Linked DNA regions of Rattus norvegicus: region 1 is linked to region 2. The links are chromatin contacts, called in public Hi-C maps. All regions are on one chromosome and are shown on one strand. Each heading gives the region's core, a stretch centred on a gene start, on an enhancer-like site or on the middle of the called end of the contact. The rest is flanking DNA. Distances are from core to core; before and after follow the strand shown. Region 1 overlaps Stard13 (StAR-related lipid transfer domain containing 13). Region 2 overlaps Stard13 (StAR-related lipid transfer domain containing 13).

Region 1 (3,828 bases), core at 1,200-3,699, 43 kb after region 2:
GTTCTTTCTTAATTCCTTTAGATACAGAGGTGAGAGGGGGAGGGAGAAGAGAGAGGAGAAGGGGGAGAGGGGGAGGGGAGAGGGGGAGGGGGAGGAGAAGTGAGAATTTATGTCTCTTTGAACATTGGTGCATGAATTTTCATGGTGATGTGTGTCCTGCCAGAGAGAGAGAGAGAGAGAGAGAGAGAGAGAGAGAGAGAGAGAGAGAGAGAGAGAACTGTGGTATGACTTTATTAAAAAGGCTAAGGCTAGCTAGGAGGATACGCCCTGTGCTCCCTTATAGCATTTTGATATATTGTGAATTTCTGTTTGGAAAAGAAAAACTGTGCATCATGTAAATGTTCAAATGTTATGTCTTTGCCAGAGTGGAAAATATATTAAGAATATATCTGGAAACTTCCCAGGAATGGGGATTTACGAGCTGCTGATAACCTCATTCTGCCCAGGTCCCTTTCCCCCACTGTACTGAGAGTGTTTCTTCTCCTTGACACACGGGGTCTTGAGATCAGGGATGGCCTGACACCATCCATTCAATGCAGCCAAAGAGGTTTCTGGATCACAGAGGTGACAGGTGCCATACACTAGCACACAGGCTTCTGTGAGAGTTTGATGCCGCTGAAGGGCGTCCCGCTTCCCTGTGGGTGAGGACTCCACTTCCAGACAGCCCTAGAACATCTTCAGTGAGCTACAGAAATGCTAGGCCCACCTCGGGACTCCTCCAAGACTTCCACTAGACCGTAAGTCAGATCAACGCAAAGCCAGGAATCAGCCTTGCCCTGGTCCAGCACATCTGTGCTTGGGTTTTAGACTTCTCTGGGACTAGTTATACTGTTGTGGTAATCAATTAACTCTGTTCAAACACATTCTCAATTTTCTGTTCAACATATGAGCAGGGACTGTCCTCTTAGAATAGAATATTCATTCTATTGCTTTAATTTAAAAAAAAAAGGCGACCAGCTTGCCTCTACCCAGTTGAATTTTCTCTTCTTTCTTTATTTGTCTGTTTTGACTTTATTTTTGTTCCCCCTGTTTTGTTTGTCTTAAAGAGAGAAAATGAAATTGGGGCAGGGGGTGGTGGTGGTGGTTAGGGAGAGGTGGGAGAGGACCTAGGAGGAGTTTAGGGAAGGCAAAGATATTATCAAAATATACTGTATGAAAATTTTTTAATTAAAAATTTTAAAAAGATGTGGTATTGGCCATTTTTTAAAACAAAAATGTGTAGTGTCACCCTCCAAAAATATGACTTCTAACTAGGTACTGCCTGACGCATGCCAGAAATACAAAGAGAGTTATTGAACAGACTGCAGGCCACACACTTTCCTTGGTAAGCCACTTTCCGCCTGGTCTTTAGAAGCCTTGGCTTCGGAAGACCCCACTCTCTGGTGTCCGATGGGATGGGGTCACCACAAACGACAAAGAGTGGCAGTTTAAACAAACTTTATGGCTCCCTGCAGCAGAGTTTCTCTGGGCTTTCATGGCGTGTGAATATTCAAGAAAGGAAAGACATGCATCATTTCCCAAGTTACTTCACCTCAGAAGTATTTCCCACTGGAATCCTCACCTCCTGGGAGTCCTGCCCGACAGGGAGAGCGTGGACCTGGGACCGTGGCTTGTCCCACAGTGCGGACCGGGAGGGCAGCTTGTAAGTGTCTTCTGCGCTGGTTTTATACTGTGGAAGACTGCACCTGCCCTCTTTCACATCCACTCACCCCTCTCCTGACGCTCTTCCTGAGCGAAAGCTTGTGGTGGTCCTAAACCCACTGCCAGGTACAAGAAGTAAATGATGGGCCAGAGAGGTGGCTCACAATAATCCACAACTCCAGGATCCACGGGAATCCAGTGCCCTCCCCTGACTTCCACAGGCACCAGATACTCATGTGATTCACAAACAAAACACACACACACACACACACACACACACACACACACACACACACACGCACAAATAAGAAATGTACTGCATACATTCGTGGTCTCTATGCTCACATGCATGGCCCTCTATGCTCACATGCTTGGGCCTCTATGCACACATGCATGGTCTCTATGCTCACATACATGACCCTCTATGCTCACGGGCATGGCCCTCTATGCTCACATACATATCTCTATGCTCACATAAATGGTCTCTATGCTCACATGCATGACTTCTATGCTCACATACATGACATGGCTCTCTATGCTCACATGAATGGTCTCTATGCACACATGGATGGCCCTCTATGTTCACACACATGCCTCTCTTTCCCTAGCTTCTTCCTGGGGTATACTTGTGCACCCTTGTTTGTACTATGTAGTAAGGTTTTAAGCATTATCCATTTAAACCTCTTGAGCCACTAACCCGTTCACCTGCAACTTTGGTTAAACAGTAGCCTCCCTGAACAGGCCCTCCTCCAGTCTCCTGCACTGGAGAGAAGCTGGCTGTGAGTTAGCCAATGAGACGGATGCCAATTGCCACACTCCTTTTCAAGGGGCTTGAGCAACAGGGATGGGCAAGGTGACAGGTGCAGTCCCTGGTCTCTGGGCTTCCTTTGTTCCTCTACCATCACCGTCACCCTCTTACTCAGAGAGCAGTTGGGTAAGAAGGACTGAACATTTCAGGGGAACAAATGACCATTTAATTTAGGCTGACACTACCCAGTTAGTGTGGGTGAGGGTCCTCCCTCGCCAGGGATGGGCGATGCTCACCACTTAGGTTGGGCAAATTCTCAAGATGCCATTTGACACAGTAATGAGGGAGAGAAAAATATGCTCCTCACGCCCACTGGAGTCAGCTGGGGACTGACGTGCTCACTTCATGTTAGTGGAGTTAACTCAGCGGCTGTGTCTAAAGATTATTTCAGACTAAGCAAAAGCCCAGCTTCCACTCTTTTCCCCAGCAGTGAGATTTTCTGAATCCTCTATTTCTTCTCAAGCAAAGAAATCTCGTGGTGAGTGCAAGGGCACACACGCAGACACAGCCTACCTGCTGTACCCCTGCGATGGGCTGCACATGACGACCACTTCACATTAAGGCCAGGAGCCCCGAGAAGAAAAGTTCCTCTATAATTACAGTAATTATGCCATTTAAATAGACCACGGACCGCACATCCTCACGAGGTCTTACGACATGAGTAACTAAAGCACTCAGATCAGCCGTGCACAGGTAGATACTGGGGGACAGTAAGGACAGTGGGAGAAAGAACCCTCCTTCTCTCAAGGGACACTCATGAACACAGGATTATCCAACTTCAGACATGAAGGGACCTTTTACAGAGAGCTTAATCCAAACCCTTTTACCTTACTGTACGGAAGAAGGTCTTTAGAAGTTGTGTGTTCCCCAAAATCATCGGAGCAGTCAGTAAGTAGCAGGGGCAGAACGAAAACCAGAATTTGTTTCTTCAGAAAAATTAGAAGCCACTGTTCAACTGCATGAGGCAGAGAGGCTATGCCTCTCTTATGGGCTCCCTCAAGCTGTGCTTACGTCTGTTTTCTACATAAAGAGTTACTGACACGATTATAGAGAATTCTAAAACACGACAAGGAAAAACGTGTGCAAGCGTGTGTGTGTATGTGTGTGTATGTGTGTGCTTGTGTGTGCATGTGTGTATGTATGTGTGTGTATGTATGTGTATGTGTGTGCATGTGTGTATGTATATGTATTTGTATGTATATGTGTGTATGTGTGCGTATGTGTGTATATGTGTGTATGTATGTATATGTATGTATGTGTGTATGTGTGTATATGTATGTGTATGTATATGTGTATGTGTGTTTACGTTTGTGTGTGTGTGTGTGTGTGTGTGTGTGTGTGTGTGTGATCATAGTCTATTCATATTGCTCACCCAAAAG
Region 2 (3,941 bases), core at 1,113-3,612:
GCCAAAAAGAAGGAAGGAAGGAAGGAAGGAAGGAAGAAAGGAAGGAAGGAAAGAAGAACATTTGACTTGGAGGTGTAAGGATTTGAAGGATTTTGCCAGGTGGGTTAAGTGGTGGAAGGGTGGAGTTACTCAGGCAAAGGAGACAAGAAATGGAGGCACAGAAGCGTGAAGAGTAAGGAGCACTAGTGGAAAATCACTGTATGCTGGGTCTCAGGCGTTGGGGGAGGGTGGGGCTATCTCTGCATAATGATTCTTCACATATTTCTTGATAGGGGCTTGTGATTTTTTTTCAGCTCATTTGAGGTAAAGCATCCAGAGCACGAATCTATTAAAGTAGCAGGTATTTCAAAGACTTCATCAACCTAATGGATTCTCTAGTGTAAGTATTTGGTAAATTTATATAAATCTCACGGGGTGAGGGAGAAGGCTCCGAGGGAAGAGGCATTGGTTGCTAGGACTGGAACCCGTCAGGTTTCAACCCTAGACTAATGGCAAAGGGGCCTATTTAACATATCAATGCAGAGACTTCCAGGTTCTCCCTGCATTCCCCCAGGCCCTCCAGGTTACTGCACCCTCCTGGCTGGTTGGTATGCCCCACCCCCTAACATGAATAATCCAGCCCATTGGCTGCCCTTCCTCCAGCCCTATATAATCCAACCATTTTGGTTACCCCCCTCTTTTTGTACCTTTGGGCCTCCTGGCTGCTGCACCTGGTTTCCCTCTCTCCCCTCTCTTCCCTTCCTGCCTCTCCTCAGGGTCACAGCCACTCTGAACTCTCTCAGATATCCCTGCCTTCTCCCATAAGTCAACTGTAAGCCTTCTCTGCCATACCTGGGGCGAGGCAAGTTCCTCTCCTTTTTTGTTTTATTTTTTTCAGAACCCACATGATGGATGGGGAGAAGGGGAGAACTGACTCCTGCAAGTTACCCTCTGCCCTTTACTTGCTACACCCTGACTCGAGGGCCCCGAGACCCACATGCGCACAAACAGAAGCCAACACAGAAACACAGCAGGTGGAAGCTGACGACTAGGGAGTGATCTGCCAAGGGCAAGTGCTTATCCTGGGCGCTCTTATTTCCTGTGCCTTCAGCGCAAACGAAGTTACTTATCTTTCATCTAAATGCCAACAATATTGCCTAATTCCACAACGCCAAGGTCCAACACGTTTGAATGTGAGATTTCAACAGTTCTGCTGCGTGTCCACTAGAGGCCTGTGAAGAGCTTCCCCCCAACCCTGAGTCTCATAGCCAAACCGGCCTAAACAGGAACAAATAAGAAATCTTGATTCAATACTGATAAGTCAGATCAAATTTACAATGTATCCTCGTGGTCAAGGCCATACTCATGAATAAAACAAACAAAATTCAATACTCTTTCAAAACTCCTTAGTACTTAGTTATAAACATTACAAAACAGGGAAAGGAGAAAAGGAAAAAGGAAAAAAAAAAGGTAGTGTTGAAAGTTAGGTTTCGAAAGGTTCAGTCACAATTCCAGAGACTTAAGAAGAGTACCAAATGGTGGTAACCTTGCTGGAATAAAAATTGCCTGGTGCAATTAATGAGCTTCCAGGTCCTTCAGAATTTTCTGAATACAAAAGACATACAAGAGAGGGCCCTGGGCGGGAAGTAAACAGCAAGGTAATTTAAGACAGATGGGCTGGGAAGGGACTTCTTTTTTTTCTTTTTCTTTCTTTCTTTTTTTTTTTTTTTTTTTTTGTTTGTTTGTTCTTTTTCCGGAGCTGGGGACCGAACCCAGGGCCTTGCGCTTCCTAGGTAAGCGCTCTACCACTGAGCTAAATCCCCAGCCGGGAAGGGACTTCTTAAATAGCGGCCACAGGGCAATAAACAGAAGTCAGTGAGACAGGCACAGGAGTGCCAAGAAGACCTGGACTGAATGAACCCTAAGGTGATGACCGGGGCAATCGCAGGAGGGGACTGGGTGACTGAGATGAAGTGCTTACCATGTCTGCCATGTGAGCAAAGCTTGCTGGACTGTGCATATGGGGAAAATTACTAGAAGAAATGAGGTGCCCGGTGACAGTCTGCAGGCAGCCTGGCTACCAGCTCCCCAAACAGAGCATTCTCAGTGCCTCCTCAGACAGGCAAAACAAAGCCATCAGGACTCCCGAGAGCACACTTGCACACAAGGCTGCGAGTCTCTTTGCAGAAGCGCCTTCTCTCCTCTAGGTTCAGTTAATTAGCAAGAGGGCTAGTTGGACAGAGTGGAAAGAAAGAGCCTTTTGTTTGGAGAACCTGTGAAAACATCCCCTCAGAAGCCTGTAACTTTCCCTACAGATCACCCTGGCCCTGAGGACACATCAGAGTGCCAGAAGGCACTGCTGTCCCCACACAGCCCACATTCAAAAGGCAGTTAGTTCTCTTTGTTGTCCCCGGGGAGTTAAGCCTTAATGGGTTTACAGTGTGCAGGCTCTCTTGGAGAGTAGCTGGAGGTTGTCTGCTGCCAGAATCAGAGCAGAGAGAAAAACCCCCAGTGAATCCCACAAATGTGGAGGTGACCCTGCCTGCACTCTAAGGAGACCAGCGCTCACTCCAGGCATTGAGCATTGAGGCCCCTGCGAGAATGCCCTGAGAGGTCATGGGATCCGAAAGGGAATCTGTGATTACTGTGAGCAGATGGCTGAAGGCCTTGGAGGCTTCACTCTTCAGGGAGGACTGTGACAAGAATTCACCGACTGTCAGCGTCCCCAAATAAATTCTAGGTGAGAAAAGTCACCACTGTTGTGGTAAAACCATGTGTTGCCAGTTACTCTTGCTGTCAAAGCCCCACCTTCTCTTGTTTCAGGAGAAATCTTCATTTTAAACTAAGACGCTCTGATAGTTCATGCTTTTTTCTCTTATAAGCAAAGATGTAGTTATATGTATGCATATATATCCAAACATAAACATATATGCATATACATACAGATACATATATACATATACACAAATATATACACATATATGCATATACATACATAGATACATATACATACAAATATGTACATATATGTGCATATACATATATATATGTATATATATCCCTAATAGGAGAGTAACGAAAATTACATGATGCAAAAAAGTAAGTAAATAAAAGAACTAGAAAATAATAATAATAATAGTAATAGTAAAAGTAATAATAATACAATAAAGACTTGCATTTGCTTGGATGTTGCATTTGCTTGTGACTGTGTGGCCCATGGGCTGCACATACTCCAGGAAGTTCATGCTTTTAAGAGTAGAGATTTCATAATCCTTTTAAAGCTACAGTCATGTTTCCCCACCCTCCCCCACCCCCACTTTACAACATCCTTCCGATCAAGGGTTGTTCTTTGATGCGCGCTCTTGCTGAAATCTCAGCCTGTTTCCTGCTCCTCTCATGTTGGTTCATCTGAACGTTGTATTATCTCCTGTCAGGAATGGTTTATTTGTCCATGAGGATCCCCAAAGCCAGCCTGTGTCCCTTTATTCACGGAACGTACTCTTAGGTACAGCCGAGGATGTGCCGACTGCACGATGTGGGGCTTAGGTCTCAGCTTACATCACAGCTGTGCGACGCTAGAATCTGGCAGAGAATTCCAGACCCACAAAAGGAAAAGACAGGCAAACTCTCAATGCTTGAGTATTTAGGAAAGAGGAAAAACAACACACAAACAAATAAAAAACACAAAACAAACCCCATGTATTTTCTACTACAACACTGATTTAGAAAGAGGAGGTTTGAGCCATAGAGAGGGTGAGCTATAGTTTTAAAATGGAAAGACTTTCATCCCAAGAAACCCCTTGAGTGGTCATCCTAGCCCCCAAACCATAAAAGACAGAATTTATCTCAGGTGAAGGACAAACTCAGTAGTTCCTGGGCCAGGGACAGTAATGGGAAGCCATTGGTAGCACACTACGCAAGAACAGGGGAGACAAGGCTCAGGGCTGTCACAGAGCCAGTGG

The links. Hi-C and Micro-C count contacts between places; a contact is called where the count stands out from the background.
Region 1: a contact with region 2 is called in a Hi-C map of Schwann cells, with 4 times the contacts expected there. The contact joins two enhancer-like sites. A contact is called at or near these places in 5 of 12 Hi-C or Micro-C datasets (Schwann cells, kidney and liver).

Annotation. Positions count from the first base shown.
Region 1 is chr12:5,562,357-5,566,184 of GRCr8, forward strand. All of the region lies in intron 1 of Stard13 (StAR-related lipid transfer domain containing 13), which reads right to left. Among named protein-coding and RNA genes, the nearest start is that of Stard13, 5.9 kb to the right of the region's middle. Within about 2 kb of position 2,450, at least 15 of the 93 cell types and tissues checked have an H3K27ac peak or open chromatin away from gene starts, as enhancers often do. A contact at or near this core is called in Schwann cells, where this site is marked.
Region 2 is chr12:5,519,734-5,523,674 of GRCr8, forward strand. The region is part of intron 1 of Stard13 (StAR-related lipid transfer domain containing 13); the gene reads right to left. Among named protein-coding and RNA genes, the nearest start is that of Trnap-agg21, 46 kb to the left of the region's middle. Within about 2 kb of position 2,363, at least 51 of the 93 cell types and tissues checked have an H3K27ac peak or open chromatin away from gene starts, as enhancers often do. A contact at or near this core is called in Schwann cells, where this site is marked.